Linked DNA regions of Zea mays: region 2 is linked to region 1. Evidence: chromatin contacts called from public Hi-C data. All regions are on one chromosome and are shown on one strand. The core of a region is the stretch at or near the end of the contact, and the rest is flanking DNA. Distances in the headings are between cores, read along the strand shown. Region 1 overlaps LOC100281219. Region 2 holds the start of LOC100501159.

Evidence for each region. A called contact is a pair of places that touch in the nucleus more often than the background predicts.
Region 2: a contact with region 1 is called in a Hi-C map of ear, with 1.9 times the contacts expected there. The contact joins the promoter of LOC100501159 here to the enhancer-like site in region 1. A contact is called at or near these places in 3 of 25 Hi-C or Micro-C datasets (ear, leaf and tassel).

What each region holds. Positions count from the first base shown.
Region 1 is chr1:305,453,675-305,458,145 of Zm-B73-REFERENCE-NAM-5.0, forward strand. It overlaps LOC100281219, which reads left to right. Exons shown (of 4, transcript NM_001154138.1): 4 at 542-952. The coding sequence ends at 688. Among protein-coding and RNA genes, the nearest start is that of LOC100281219, 11 kb to the left of the region's middle. Within about 2 kb of position 1,832, at least 9 of the 20 cell types and tissues checked have an H3K27ac peak or open chromatin away from gene starts, as enhancers often do. A contact at or near this core is called in ear and tassel, where this site is marked.
Region 2 is chr1:305,652,906-305,657,376 of Zm-B73-REFERENCE-NAM-5.0, forward strand. LOC100501159 reads left to right here and starts at 1,991. Exons shown (of 1, transcript NM_001195955.2): 1 at 1,991-4,471. The coding sequence starts at 2,061. The coding sequence ends at 4,166. It overlaps LOC100272888, which reads left to right. Exons shown (of 6, transcript NM_001147341.2): 2 at 1-7; 3 at 247-626; 4 at 753-930; 5 at 1,048-1,280; 6 at 1,396-1,850. The coding sequence ends at 1,495.

The DNA.
Region 1 (4,471 bases), core at 582-3,081:
CCAATAGCAAGTGAATCCGTGGCCCAATTTGATGGTTCAAATATTTTAGGGTTTACATTTTAAGGGTCTGATGTGCGTTCACATTTTTTTTAGCATCATCTGTTTTTCAACAACTCCCAATACCAGATTTTGGGGAACATTTTTTTCATGATCTCTTGGAGTTGCTCTAATAAGAGCCAGCCATATCTGTTGCCTGAATTCGTTTTCTGCAACTAACCAGATATAAAACGATTTGGTACATGCATGCTAAGTCATAAACTCATACCACACAATGGCACAAGGAACTCTCGGCCTGCTCAGTAAAGCCTCTGGGTGACAGTGAACCCTGTTATATATGGTATGTCAGCAGAGGGCATAAGGTTTTGAGATTCAGCAACGGATCAGATCATAACCCTTCGTTTGTCTCCGACGCCATGGCTTGAACATTCTGCGGTCCATGCCCGATTACACTTTAGGCTATGCAGTTTGTGTTCTGAAGGAGATGTTTCATTTGCAGGCATAAAATGAAATGAATCACTTGTATCTGTTTCCACTGATGCAGGTTCACAGGGAGGCTGCTGGAACAGCATCGCTGAGCGATGAACGGTTCGACGACCCCGTGTCTGCGGCAGAAGAGGCAGCGTTCTGCAAAGCCTGCGCGAGGTTCGGTTTCGGCCTTTACCTGTACCATGAAGACGAGACACCATAGAAGACCAACAATTTCTCCACATCGTCTATGCCGGCCCTGTTCTGTTTAGATTTGCGCTTGAGGGGCTGTGCTCTACTGTTGTTGATCAGTAAGTCTATCAGATACCCATCCCATTGCTGCTAGGTCCTTGAGCTGTTGTAACGCTGGTACTATGTTGTTTGCTCGTTTTGGTAGCTTTGTCTTGCAAAAAAATGTTGTCAGCTACAATTGGTATGGATTATGGAACTATTAGTATATATGCAATACTTTTTTGTTGCTTACCTCTAATATACACATCTCACACTGTTCAAGTTTATAGAAAAAATCACGTAGCATCGAATTTGTTTCAATGAATCCGCCATGAAATATTTCTTATTTTGTATTCTGGACTAGATGCTGACATATTTTTTTTTTCTAAAATCTTAGAAGTTACTGAAAATGGTTTGACACAAGCTCTGTCTCTTTTTAAGCGGACCGGCGAACCAGTTTGTAAGTTGTAACTGTAGACCCTCAGGGTTCCTTTGGAGCACATGATTCTCAAAACGCAAGAATAGAAAAACATAAGATTAGAATGCTCATACTATTAAAATGCTACAGAAATTTATAACATAGAAAAGTCATAAAATATCAACATGTGTTTAGATCATTTTAGATCATGCACGAGAAAAACATAGAAATACAAGACACAAAGGAAAGAAAACACGAGCAAAACATACACATGATTAAAATGCACATATCATTGAAATCCTATAAGAATTTATAACGTAGGAGAGTCATAAAATATGTGTTTGTATAATGAGCATGAAAAATCTTATAATTCAAGACAGAGGAAAGAAAACATGAGGTTGGATCTCATGCTTATTTTTCCTTTAAAATTGCTATGGAAGATGTCATTTTATAGGAATTTTTAAGGAATTGATAGGATGTCAATTACGGTCTCCTTTAGAATGCGGGATTTTCCCCGTTTCCTATGGGCTTCTATGAAAATGAACTAATTCTTATAAAATTCTTGTATAATTATCTGAAATTACTGCATTGCAAAAAGGCCAGAATTGAATCCTCTAAAAAACCTTTTCCCCTGTATTCGCGCTGGCTACAGTTGAGTGGGGGGCCGTGCGGCGCTGTTCAAATGTCGGATCGGTTCGGGTCAGGTTAAGGTCAGTCGTATGTCGTTTGGCACGACCCGTGTCTGACCGTGTATAGTGTCGGGTTGGCCCGTCAGTCGAATGTGTTGGGTCAGGTTTTTATGTGTTTTTTTACTTTGGGTCAGGTTTGATGTCACATCCGGATGTAAGGACAAATCCAAATGCATCTCAAATGTGTTAGGATAGTCTCACACATATGATGACTCATGATATAGAAATCAATAGCATATCTTTATTATAAAATAGAATTCTATACAAAAATAGCTAAGTAAAATACATCATATGACGACAACGATCCTCCATAACCATAGTTTATAGGGAGACGACAACCTAGACCTCTCTGAACTCATCACATCATCCTTCATACTCCTCCAGTGGTACCTGCTCTTCACCTGATGTGATTATAGTAAGGGTGAGCTTCCATACGATTATCGCTTAGCAAATGTGGAGAATAATGTATATAAGCTCACTTACGGTGGGAGCTCATGTGTAATGTAAGACTTAACAAGGAAAATGGTTAAGGTTAAGCATTGTTTTTAATTAAGTTGTTCAAAATTTTATTAGCACTTACTAAGTATAAGTAGATATCAACACAATGAAATAAGATATCACAATTAAAAATTCCCATAATGCAATGCAATGAATGATAGATTAAGTTTTGTCCCAACAATTAATCATGCGAGAGTTCTGAGTCGTTTATAACCGTGAGCACGACTGATATATCAGTTTTACACTCTATAGATGTAGTATCCTTTACCCACAAGTCGTCTTCCCTTTTCGCCCGGGGTTGTACGGACCCTCAGACACTTCCAAGGTGAGTTGACGAGTGTACACTACGAGACCTTTATAAAGTTCCACTGGCATGAGAGAACACACTACGGTTCTGTCAGAAGGGGGCAATATGAATTTCTTGTGCGAAAAGCTATCACAAACAAATCGACCCAAGAACCTCCCTATAACGACAGCTCGTCACACCCGCGGTTGCCCTTTTCGGGAAAGGATTAACCCATGCTAGCTTTCCTAATTAATTAGCCAAGATCGTATCATACCACCCTTGTGGTAACATTGTTGTTTCATGTTAAGCTCTATGTTCCAATTAACAAAATGATCTTATCATGAACAATAAAGAATCCATTGACAATAATAATAGAACATGATCATAATTCATATATAACATTAATCTCAAAACCAGGTAGATCAATAGCAAGACTACCCAATAATTCATTTGTATGTAAGGTGTAGGGTAAACAAAACTAGGTAACCTATTTGTCGGGTACCGTAATTAGGGGTACCCCCAACACTCCTAAACACGGTTGGTAACCACCATCAGCACAAGCTGCAGAGACTGATGGACGCAATTCAGGTCAAGGCTTCGTCTACTCAAGGGACGCGATCTCGCCTCGCCCGAGCCCAGCCTCAGGCGGGAACAGTAGTCCCAGGCGAATTCACGCCTCGCCCGAGGGCCTCCTCAAGCAACGGGCACACCCTCGACTCGCCCGAAGCCCAGCTCGGGCAGGCTTCGTTGGGAAGCAACCTTGGCCAAATCGCCTCACCAACCGACCGTATCGCAGGCGCATTCAATGCGAGGATCGCCTGACGCCTTATCCTGACACACGTGCCTCAGTCGGCAAGGTCGAAGTGACCGCAGTCACTTCGCCCTTCCACTGACCGACCTGACAGGAAAACAGCGCCGCTCGCCCCTCTCCGACTGTTGTGCCGCCCGCCAGGGTGAGGCTGACAACAGCTAAGTCCAGCCTCAGGCGCAACAGGAAGCTCCGCCTCGCCCGACCTTGGGCCTCGGCCTCAGGAGGAGGTCTCCGCCTCGCCCGACCCTAGGGCTCGGCCCTCGCCTCGGCCTCAGGAGGAGGTCTCCGCCTCGCCCGACCCTAGGGCTCGGCCTCAACCTCGACCTTGGGAGGAATCGCGTCCTCACCCGACCCCAGCCTCGGCCTCAGGAGGAGTCTCCGCCTCGCCCGACCTTGGGCTCGGACCGACCGCGCCGTGGGGGATACATCATTACCCTACCCCTAGCTAGCTCAGGCTACGGGGGAACAAGACCGGCGTCCCTTCCAGGCTCGCCCCGGTAGCAGGTAATGATGGCTCCTCGGGTGCGTCCATGACGACGGTGGTTCTCAGCCCCCTACGGAAGCAAGGAGACGTCAGCAAGGTCCCAGCAGCCTCGACAGCTGTGCTTCTACAGGGCTCAAGCGCTCCTCCGACGGCCACGACACCGCGTACACAGGGCTCTAGCACCTCTCCAACAGCCACGTTGGCATGTACACAGGGCTTTGGCACCTCTCTGCCAGACACGTTAGCACATAGCTACACCACCATTGTACACCTAGACCCTCTCCTTGCATCTATAAAAGGAAGGTCCAGGGCCCTCATGCGGGAGGGTGGTCGCGCGGGAGGACGGGCTGACGAACAAGCTCGCTCGGTCTCCCTCGCGAACGCTTGTAACCCCTACTGCAAGCGCATCCCCCTGGCGTAGGATAACACGAGCCGCGTTTTCCCCCCCATGTGTTCCATCTCGCGCCAACCCATCTGGGCTGGGACACGTAGCGATAATTTTACTCGTCGGTCCAGGGACCCCCCGGGGTCGAAACGCCGACAGTTGGCGCGCCAGGTAGGGGCCTGCTGCGTGTTAACGAACAACTTC
Region 2 (4,471 bases), core at 741-3,240, 200 kb after region 1:
TCTCAATGTACGCTGCTGAGTCGCCTTCCTCCGTTATTTGCTCATCGGATGCTTTTGCAAAACTCGAGACGTCCCAGATGAAACTTTTAGTGGTAGCAGCAAGCCAGCAACTATACATATGACAAACTTGACTTTAAAAAAAAAATCAAAATTTGCAACATTTAGCCGAGTTTGATCTTACCACGGCTGAAAGAGGTCGACGTCTTTCTTGGTTGACAAATAATGTTAAGTTGTGTGCGGCGGCAGGACCCTAGCATCAAGGAGATGGCAGAGCAGATCGCCAAGGACCCGGCGTTCACGGAGATGGCGGAGCAGCTGCAGAAGACGGTGGTGTCCCCGCGGCAGCAACAGCAGCAGCAGGCGCGGCAGCAGCAGCAGCAGCTGGACCCGCAGAAGTACGTGGCGACGATGCAGCAGCTGATGCAGAACCCGCAGTTCGTGGCCATGGCGGAGCGGCTAGGCAGCGCGCTGATGCAGGACCCTGCCATGTCCGCCATGCTGGGGGGCCTCACCAACCCGGCGCACAAGGAGCAGCTGGAGGCCCGCGTCGCGCGCATGAAGGAGGACCCCACGCTCAAGCCCATCCTCGACGAGATCGAGTCCGGCGGCCCCGCCGCCATGATGAAGTGAGTGAGCTGCTGGCTGGATTTGGATTCCTTTCTTCCTTGTACAAGCGGTAGATGCTCCAGCAAGGGAAGGAAGAAGTCCCATACCATGAACAAATGATGGGATGCGTGTTCAATTTGGTTCAGGTACTGGAACGACCCTGAGGCTCTGCAGAAGTTCGGCCGCGCGATGGGCGTCGGCGTCGGCCCGTCCGGCGAGGCCGGCGGCGCAGAGCACGCCGAGGCGGAGGACGACGCCGGGGAGGAAGGCGAGTACGAGGACGAGTCCATCGTCCACCACACCGCCAGCGTTGGCGACGTCGAGGTCTGTGCCGCTGCCACGCAGTCACGCACGCACGCACGCACGGTCACGACATGCATGGTGCTGACTGCTGAGTGCTGACTAACTACACCCCCTGCTGGTCGCCGGAGCTGCACGCAGGGCCTCAAGAAAGCGCTGGAGGACGGCGCGGACAAGGACGAGGAGGACTCGGAAGGGCGGCGTGGCCTCCACTTCGCGTGCGGCTACGGCGAGCTCCAGTGCGCGCAGGCGCTCCTGGAGGCCGGCGCCGCGGTGGACGCCGTCGACAAGAACAAGAACACCGCGCTGCACTACGCCGCCGGATACGGCCGCAAGGACTGCGTCGCGCTCCTGCTCGAGAGCGGCGCCGCCGTGTAAGCCACCAGCCGTCTACTGTATTTGCCCCGCCGATCTGCCGGCTGGCGGGCGGCTCACCTGAAATAAAAAAGCTTAGCTAAGCTAGCTCCGCCGATCTGCCTGTTGCTGCAGGACGCTGCAGAACCTGGACGGGAAGACGCCCATCGACGTGGCCAAGCTCAACAACCAGGATGACGTCCTCAAGCTGCTGGAGAAGCACGCCTTCGTATAGACGTCCCACGCCGCCGGCCGGCCCGTCTTGCTCGTCTGCTCTTGTCGCCGCTGCGGCCACGTCGCTTGCCTCTGCTACTGCTGCTGCCGTCGCCGCCATTAATGCTTTGTTGATTTCTCTCCTGGTCGAGACAACGCAGGTTCCTTCATCACTTCACTGTTGAGTATTTGCATTGGGTGTGTATGTATCGGATTTTGCTTTGCGTGATCACGGTACCATATTTATTTATCGGACTCCTCGTTCATCAGGTGGAGGTTTTCGTAATGAATAAGGATGAAATTTCCATTTCACCGTCCAATCCAATCTGTGTTTCGAGTTGCAGTTCAGGAAAAAAATTCAAAATTTTGCGACGTTACCACCAGCAGTCCACCACCAGAACGAATCCAATCCAATTGGGAGAGGGCGTGTATGAAGGGAATACTAATTTCTAGGTGCTTATCCGTAAAATGCTTCACGCCATTGTGTGCCTCACATAATCAATCGGACGGCTCAGAATCGTCCAAGATTGGACCCTGTACCCGGCCGCAGAACTCCGCGCCCGTCGGCGACATCCTCCTCCCTCCCAATGCTTCGCCGGCGCCGGCGTGTCATCCCTCTCCTCGTCCGGTGCTCGCAGCTCCGCCGCCAAAGCACCGTCTCCAGGTACCGTCCGCTTCCGCGGCGACGAGCCCGTGGAGACACCCGCTACACCAGCAACGACGACACCCTCACCCTCGGCCTCGCGCGGCGGAGGCGCGACGCCACCGGCAACGCTGCTCTCCGCTGCCACGGTACCGTCGCGGAGCCCTCTACCCCGCCGTGGCAGCGCGACGCCCAAGACGACGTGTGCTCGACGACCGGCCACGACCCCAGGCCGCAGCACGGCGCCGCGGCCGCTCGTGCCGTGCTCGATGACGACGAGACGCCTGGCGCTGACGCCTACGCCGCCATGGTCGCCAGCCGACTCAGGGAGCGCGACCTGACGCGCGCGGAGGCGCTCTTCGGCGCGGCGCCCGCGGCTGCCCGGGGGCTGTATCTGGATACCGCCATGCTCGACGGGTACGCCAAGGCCGGCCGCGTCGATCGCGCGCGCGAGCTGTTCGACGCGATGCCGGTGAAGAACGTCGTCACTTGGACCTCTATGGTTTCCGGGTACTTCCGCGCCGGCCGCGTTCAGGAGGCGCGGGAGCTGTTTGACGTCATGCCTGAACGGAATGACTATTCGTGGACGACGGTGGTGCAGGGGTACGCGCGCAATGGGATGCTCAGGGAGGCGAGGGAGATGTTTGATCGGATGCCTCAGAGGAATGTGGTCGCTTGGACGGCCATGGTTAAGGCCTACGTTGACTGTGGGCAGATTCAGCAGGCGTGGGAATTGTTTGATATGATGCCTGAGAGGAACTCGTATTCCTGGAATGCCATGATTTCTGGTTTTCTCAGCATTGGGAAAGTGGCTGAAGCAGTTCAGTTGTTTGAGAGGATGCCACACAGACACAAGAATGTGGTTTCTTGGACTACAATGGTCGCTGGCTTGGCAAATAATGGACTTGCTTGCAGGGCAAGAGAGTTCTTTGATCGGATGCCAGCGAAGGACACTGCGGCATGGAATGCCATTATCACCGTTTATGCCAACAATGGCCAGCTGAATGAGGCGCAGAGATTATTTGATTCAATGCTTGCAAAAGACCTGGTGACCTGGAGTACCATCATTGAGGCATATTCGAAGAATGAGCGTAAGCATGAAGCCTTAAACATGTTTCTACTTATGCGCCATTCAGCAGTGTCTCCTAACATTAGAACATTAATTAGTATCCTGGTTATATCTGAGAGCACAGTCGAAGTTAAGCAAATTCACGGGTTGGTCATTGCACTTGGATTCCTGTCAGAAACTTCCTTAGGAAATGCTCTGCTCACAATGTATTCAAGAAGTGGAGATCTGATGTCTGCCTGGTTTGCCTTCAAAAGGTTGGAACAGAAGGATGCCATAACATGGACGTCGATAGTGCAAGCTTTTGCAGACCATGGCTGTGGTTACCATGCCTTACTGGGGTTTGCTCAGATGCTGAGACATGGGTATAAACCAAGTTCGACTACCTTCACTGCTGTGCTGTCTGCTTGTAGGCATGTGGGGTTGGTTGGGAAAGGTCGCAAGATGTTTAAATCCATCTACCATGTTTATGGATTGGAACCAACCATTGAGCACTATTCTTGTCTTGTGGACCTTCTAGGTCGAGCAGGGTATGTAAGGGAAGCCAAGGAACTTGTCGATGGTATGCAGCAGGGTATGCGCGATGAGGCCATTCTTGCGACGCTCCTGGGAGCCTGTGTGGTGCATAATGAGGTAGAGGTAGCAAGAGAAGTGGGTGAGGATCTTGTCAGATTTGACCCCTCTGGTACCGGAGGCTACAGGCTCCTGGCCAATGTATTTGCATCGCATGGAATGTGGGATGAAACAGCAAATGTGTGGAAGGTCATGAGGGGCAGTAAGGCAAAGAGGACTCCTGGTTTTAGTCAGATTGAGGTGAACATGAGGAATCATGTGTTCTACTCAAGGGATCAAGAGCATCCACAATGTGCTGAAATATATGAGATGCTGATTGACACAATTGCTCCTCAGATGAAGGGTTCATCATGCGTGGGACTCTGGGAACTGACCCTCTTGTCCGATCCACGCGAATCGACTGCCTGGTGACCTTGGTTGCCTCATTGCCTGGGCTTGCTTGTCAAGTGTAAAAGAGATGCGACCAATGCTGCAGCATCCATTTACCAACAATAGTGATGATAACGATGCTGGACCTGTGGGTCATGTTCGGTGCTCATTGTTGATATTGTGGAAGAAACCAGCAGAACTTCTTTTTGGATATCGAAGGGCTCAGCAAGAAACTCAATTCTTCAATTATTATTTCCCCTTGCAGAATTGCAATAATGTTGAGCATCTTGTTTGTAGAGAGCAGCGAGCAGTGTGCCTTGTCAGCACCTATAGCTTGAAAAATTATG